2 separate regions of the Mus musculus genome follow, and region 2 is linked to region 1. The links are chromatin contacts, called in public HiChIP or PLAC-seq maps. All regions are on one chromosome and are shown on one strand. The core of a region is the stretch at or near the end of the contact, and the rest is flanking DNA. Distances in the headings are between cores, read along the strand shown. Region 1 holds the start of Car3 (carbonic anhydrase 3). Region 2 overlaps A930001A20Rik (RIKEN cDNA A930001A20 gene).

Evidence for each region. HiChIP or PLAC-seq counts read pairs in DNA pulled down with a chosen protein or histone mark.
Region 2: a contact with region 1 is called in an H3K27ac HiChIP or PLAC-seq map of embryonic stem cells, with 3 times the contacts expected there. The contact joins the enhancer-like site here to the promoter of Car3 in region 1. A contact is called at or near these places in 3 of 39 promoter capture datasets (embryonic stem cells, fetal liver and hematopoietic stem and progenitor cells), 19 of 484 Hi-C or Micro-C datasets (B cells, CD4 T cells, CD8 T cells and 8 more), 5 of 115 datasets of contacts at active chromatin or transcription factors (bone marrow-derived dendritic cells, bone marrow-derived macrophages, embryonic stem cells and 1 more) and 3 of 9 other capture datasets (adipose tissue, liver and pancreatic islet).

Annotation. Positions count from the first base shown.
Region 1 is chr3:14,862,034-14,865,139 of GRCm38.p6, forward strand. It overlaps Car3 (carbonic anhydrase 3), which reads left to right and starts at 1,505. Exons shown (of 7, transcript NM_007606.3): 1 at 1,505-1,572; 2 at 2,217-2,414. The coding sequence starts at 1,539. Gm41999 (predicted gene, 41999) reads right to left here and starts at 2,032. Exons shown (of 4, transcript NR_168331.1): 1 at 1,746-2,032.
Region 2 is chr3:14,998,565-15,001,841 of GRCm38.p6, forward strand. The region is part of intron 3 of A930001A20Rik (RIKEN cDNA A930001A20 gene); the gene reads left to right. Among named protein-coding and RNA genes, the nearest start is that of A930001A20Rik, 29 kb to the left of the region's middle. Within about 2 kb of position 1,512, at least 28 of the 459 cell types and tissues checked have an H3K27ac peak or open chromatin away from gene starts, as enhancers often do. A contact at or near this core is called in embryonic stem cells, where this site is marked.

The DNA of each region.
Region 1 (3,106 bases), core at 255-2,754:
ACTAACTGAGAGTTCCTGATTCCACAGTGCTATTGTGTGGATCAAGTGATCCCTGGTCACAAAAATACCCTAGAGACTGACTCCCCTGGCGTCCAGGTTCTGAGTGTGGTCAGCCATTCCACATACCTAGCTGATGAGCTCTCGTTGCCATGATGAGAGATTTCCTTCTCAGGTTTTGTTACCCACGAGGAAAAGCAAAATGAAAACGTCATTTTTATAAAAGTAAAAGTTATAAGAAAATGCTTGCAGAGATCTTGTTCAAGACATTTCCAAGATACGGTGTATCTTTCTGGTCTCAAGATATTCTTGCCCAAACAAGATTTTTTTTTTCATAATAGATACATAGAATTGCAAACATCTATTATACCGGCTTCTTTCATGTGAGCCATAACCAGATATTTCTAATTATACCTTTGTCATGCACAAGTGGGATATGCCAGTTTTAGTCTCTGTTTATGTGGTTTATTGCATTACAAAACACATTAAAACTGAGAGAAAAGACACGAGCTCCCCCCCCCCGCCCCGCCCCGCGCAGCCGGCTCCCAAACCGATTTCATAGACCTTTTCCTTTTTTTCCTTGTCTCTAATTATGTCTTAGAAAGTGAAAATTTTATGTAGTGTACTCATTTTTGACTGTACCCTTTCAACTTCGGGTATCCTTGGTGCCCTGAGATGAACAGAGCAAAGCTCTGTGGCTCTGTCCCAGACTGCTGCTGACTGAGGCTAGGGTGCAGAGTCCCTCCCTGGCCAGGGATCCAGTGCTGTGCTCCTGAGTCGTACTAGACAAACTAAGCTAGACTGGTGTGACGCCTAAGCAGTCTACCTTACAGACTCATCCCTTAAGGATACCGGGACTGGAAAGCGGGCACTCCCAGACTCCTCCTCATCTCTATTCCCAGAATTTTACAGGTTTTCCGTAGGAGAATCACGCACTAGTCAGAGGATCAGAGGAGTTCTTTCCGTCCTAACCGGATTCCTGCAGGGAAAGGAACCCCAGCATCCGGAGACTGCAGCGGGTCCTCCATTCTGAGTTAAAAGTCTTCTGAGAGAGGCTGCAAGAGCCGCGGGTGCAACTTTTAGTTGCTAAGTAACACCAGACTGCAGCATGAGCCGGCTGCTCCTCCAGACCCCCAAGTGCAGGAAAACTGGAGGGAACCAGCCAAAGCGGGAGATCTTAGAAAGCTCAGCTGCTTGGTAGCCTGCAAAGTGAACAAAGGAAGGAGCCAGGGCTCTTGCAGAGCCAAGAAAGGGGGGGCTCTGTCCCCCTCCGTTCCCCCTCCGCGCCTCCTCCCTGCCCCCTCCTGCTACCCTCTCACCCGGACAGCTGTCCAGCTCTTGTAATTCATTGGCTTCTCCCGCCCCCGGCCTTCTGAGTACCACCCCAATCCAGTTTAGCCCCCTGCCTCACCGCTGACCTAATAAGGTCATGCACACTGCAGGAGATCTATATAAAAGAGCGAACTCTTGGAGACCTTGCCGGACAACAGGAGCAAGAAAGAGCAGGAGCTGTCCAGCGCTGAGAAACACGAAAGGTGACCATGGCTAAGGAGTGGGGCTACGCCAGCCACAATGGTGAGTGGGGCCAGGACACAACAGGGTGTATCTGCATTGCACAGGTGTGCAGGGAGGAATCCTTAAGAACTAGCATATAGTGAAAACTTTCTGGTGTTCCATGCTGCTGGTCTTTAACACGACTCACTGTTTTCCTTTCCACGGAGGAACCTGAAGCTCAGAGACATACTCACTATAACTAGCTTAAGGTCCGATGATGTGTCTGAGAAGTCACTCAGCCAGAAGTCAGGTCCAGTTGAATTTTTTCTGTGAAACTGAGAAGTGAGCCTCTTTGAGCTTGGGGTCCGGTAACAATATTTGCTTTGACCAAGTCAGCCTTGGGAAAAAGAAGAAAATATCCCTTCCAAGCTGCAAAGTACTCCAAAAAATATATGATCGATCTGTGGTTCATTTCAAAGATAAGCTTTTCTGGCTACATGGTTCTCAAGCCAGGGGAGGGAATGTGGAGATTGGAACGCTCTTTGAGCATAGGTAAGCAAGCTTCTAAATAGGTTTGAAATCAAAGTGCTGTGTTGCTCAATCTGAACCAGAGACCTTTCTGCAGTCACTCTTTGGCTTCTGTACACTTTGCTGGCACAGTTCACTAAATAGAGGCCTTGAGCTGTACTATTAAATGAATAAATTCTCTTCCATTTACTTCCTAGGTCCTGATCACTGGCATGAACTTTATCCAATTGCCAAAGGGGACAACCAGTCACCCATTGAACTGCATACTAAAGACATCAAGCATGACCCCTCTCTGCAGCCCTGGTCAGCATCTTATGACCCTGGCTCTGCTAAGACCATCCTGAACAATGGGAAGACCTGCAGAGTTGTGTTTGATGATACTTATGACAGGTCTAGTAAGTATAGCCCTTCGGCAGGGTCACGTGAGTGTGTTCAGTATCTAATGGCAAGACGCAATTTGTGACACGGTAACAGAATTATGGGAAGCGGGAGAAGTTTATCCCTGAAATGGAGATGACTTTAGACTTGGCTTTAGTTGTGGAGAACTATATTCACACAATGAAGAGGAATGTCACACCCTCTCGTTGCTGCAAAATGGCCATATGCCCAAGCTAAAAGTTAGCAAAACACTCCAGAGACAGAGTGTGGATCCCCAGGGGAGGACAGAGAGTCCACATGGGCTTTCTGACCACCGAGAGACAACGTTTTTATGGTTCCTGGTGATATGGAGAACAGATTCAACCATGATGAAAGAAATAAAATGGGTCCTCTCTTTCCTCGCGGATGGAAGGAGGCTAATTAATGTGAAAAGGCAGGGTCACTGTGTGAGTTAAAGAGGCCTGGTTTCAGGAAGTATCTTTGTGGTGAGTGTTTCTGATGTATATGACCACTTTTTCTTGGATCAATGTTAGTGTGGAATTGAAGCATTCATGGGAGGTTTTATTTTTTTAACCTACATTAGTAACTGATCTGTGAAATAAAATAAGATGAATTTGAAATACTTTGAATATTTGAATACTAATTTCAGGTAATTTGAAATTTCAGAAAGGCTTGGTGGCTCATACCTGCAATCCCAATACTCAAGAGG
Region 2 (3,277 bases), core at 262-2,761, 140 kb after region 1:
GCCTTTATACAGTTCTCCAGGCAGCAGCCATTAGGCTCAATGTGATTGGCAGAACAGTGTGACTTTTAAACTAATTGGTCTCTAGCGAATGAAGTGAATGGTCAATGGTCTCAGAAAGTGTCTACAAGTTCAGTCCTTCCTCCCTGTGGTCGAAGGAATGTAATTAGCCCCTCCCTTCTGGAGAGGAGGGGTGCCTGTGTTCTTTATGACCTTTCACTTCCAGGAGGGGAGGGGTCCAGTGGAATTTTCTAAAGTTCCTGAGCTGACCTTTTCAGTACTAAAGTATTTGTTAGTCTCTGGTTCCATTTTTGTTGTTGTTGTTTCTAAATGAGCATCTCTGCCAAAAGTCTGTACATGCCTAGGTGACTGGAAGTGAGATGAGGTACTTGGATACCAACCTCACTCTAATTTCTGTCATAATCCTTTAAAAAGATCCCAGATAATATACATGATTTGTGAAACCCATCCTGGTATATAAGAGCTCTGTTCTTACTCTTTCTCTCTTTTGTTAATATTCATAAATCTTTTAATAAACTTTGTTCTAAAACTACTTCTTGTGATCTGTAAATTTCATCCTTCAAATTTATTTATTTGTTTGTTTGTTTTTATTTTAATTATCTTTAATCTTTTTTTTTTTTTTTTACAATCTAGTTGTTATCCCCCTCCCATTCTGCCCTCCAACAGTTCCTTATCCCATTCCCAGTCCCCCAGATGCAAGAGGATGTCCCCACTTCCCACCCCACCTCACCTTACCCCGTCAGAACTCCCCACTCCCTGGGACCTTAAGCCCCTTGAGGGTAAGGTGCATCTTCTCATCCTTCAAATTTATAAGACAATCTGAAAGCTCCTGGCTCAGGGTGGAGTTTTCCTGAATCCTTACCTCCCTAGGAAGAGAAAGTCTCCATCATTCTAAGACACTCAAATATTTCTGTAGGATTAGGTTCCCCTCCAGGGTCTAAGACTTCTTCAGACATGGGGTTTTGACAATGTTTACAGTAGTAGGTATGCCTCACATCCAATTAGGAAATGGTTCGCTGCCTCCATAAAAGTCATGTCAACATTACACCAATGGGCTCATTTTGGCTGTAGCTAATAGAGTTCACAGCTGGTTTAGACCAGCTACACAGTGAACTTTAAAACAAGATTAAGGTAGTCCAAAGTGGTTAGAAAAATATACCTAGGCTGTTCATCATCTTAAATAAAGAGATAGAAAAGAAAGTTACAGCAGGGGACAGGGCTCAAAATAATGAACAGATCCAAAAGAATCTCATGACAGCTTTTACAGACAGAAGTTCTTGGAAAGAAAAGTACATTGTCACTATGTCTTTATCATCTTTAAGGTGAATTCATGCTCCTGAGGGTGTGGTAACATGGCTAGGTCAATGATCTTCCCAACTGTATTAACTCTAAGAGGAGGAAACAATGCAAGGCTCCACAGGGAGGTACATTCTTTTGACTAGGAGATGAAGCTTTTCTGTAGTGGGCCTTCAATTGTATTCTAACACTAATCAAAACACCACTCTCTGCCTTCCTCCAGGCTAGCAGGCACCCTACTGGGAACATTCTATGAGTCTGTGGCTACCTGGGCTTCTGAACTTCCAGGAAAAAAATTCTAACACCTAGAGACTTGGACACTCACTCTGGCAGCCTGTTTGTCTCAGTTGATCCTGGGATTCCTGGAGCTACAGGAAGAGGCAAATAGCTTCTGAGTTTGCAAAGTTCAGACATCAAAGAGCTATGGGACTCTCTGCCCATTCAGTGAATGTATCAAAGATACACCTCCTCTACATTCCCTATTCACTTCCTCCCACCTTCCCCAAATGCCTTAAAGTAGGCCTCTTTGTTTTTCTGGGTGGCCCCAGATATTCTTTCATTCATTTCTGAACAGCCACCATATTCTCTCTGGTGTTAAATAAACCTTGAGTCTTCAAAGAACAGTCACTGACCCAGAGTCCTCTACTGTATCTTAGTATTTTCATAAGATCTGGGGACACAGATGATCTCTGGAGCCTTATCTTGTTCCAGTTAAGGTAACATGTCTACCATAGACTATAGTAATATATTTTACTTGCTAGAAGCATCCATTGATTTATCAGTGGAGCTGATATATACCTGATGGGTGACTGAATAAGAGACTTAGTGTCTTGTGTCTGTCCCCTTAGGGACAGTTCAAGACCTTTGGAAAATTTCACCAGACCCCTCCCTCTCCTCCAGGAAGAGAAAGGTCGCATAACAATTAGGCACTCTGGAAGGGAGAGGCTAATTAACATTCCTCAGACCACAGCGGGGAGGGAGGTGGGGGGGGCTGGGTTACCAACCATCTGCCACCTGCGGGTGGGGAAGGCCCAGAGCATATAGACACATTCCACAGGATGGACCTACTTACAATTGGCCACCTACAGATAAGGCTTGTCAGAGTCTTACACCTCAGCTCCTCATCTTTGAATCAGAGATTACTGAGTTCATCATGCAAACATGTTAATCATTAAAATGCATTATCTAGTGCTAGGGTAGGAGGACACCCAGGGGGCTGCCATCCTCTCATATGAGAAGGTCAGGGATGGGGGGTGGGGACAGTGAGTGGGGTATAAAGTGAACACATTTTTGAAAATTAAAAAGAAAAAAAGAAAGAAAAATGCATTACCTATGACTGTACTACAGTGTGAGCTTAATCCAGTGCTGAATGGTACTAATCCATGTTTATTGACAATATTCTCGTACCTTATCCCTCCTCCCCTTATCCCAAACAATTCAAGCACTGAAAGTCTTTCAGCTCTATCATAAGACAATTCTGAGCTGTGCTTCAAAAATTACTTAACAGTGTTGGTTGCCCTTAGCCCTTCTAGCACAAGGCCAGGATGCTCTGAAATAAGAAAATCTAAGACTGTGTCCATGTCCAATGGAAAATTACCAAGTGTTAGCCATCCCGGATATTCAACTAAAATCTGTGGCCAGCTTGTTCATCTCAACAGCCTGGTCATTCTGGCAGCACTGGGTCTCTTTAGCTTAGGAGAGCAACTTAATTAGTTTCTACCAGGATCATGCCTAGAAGAAAAAATGTCCTCATATCTCTGTCATGCCATAATGTCCTGCTTCCATATCTGACCATTTCACCATGAAAATAGAATGACTAGTTCCTTCAACTAAAATTCAGTTACTAGTTTTCAAGACTTCCTCTGTACTGAGTGACTGGCATCATGGGAACAGAAGTGAGAGAATAACAATATATACGGCTCTGTTCAAAGAAACTTACAAATATGGAAGACATTGCTATAGA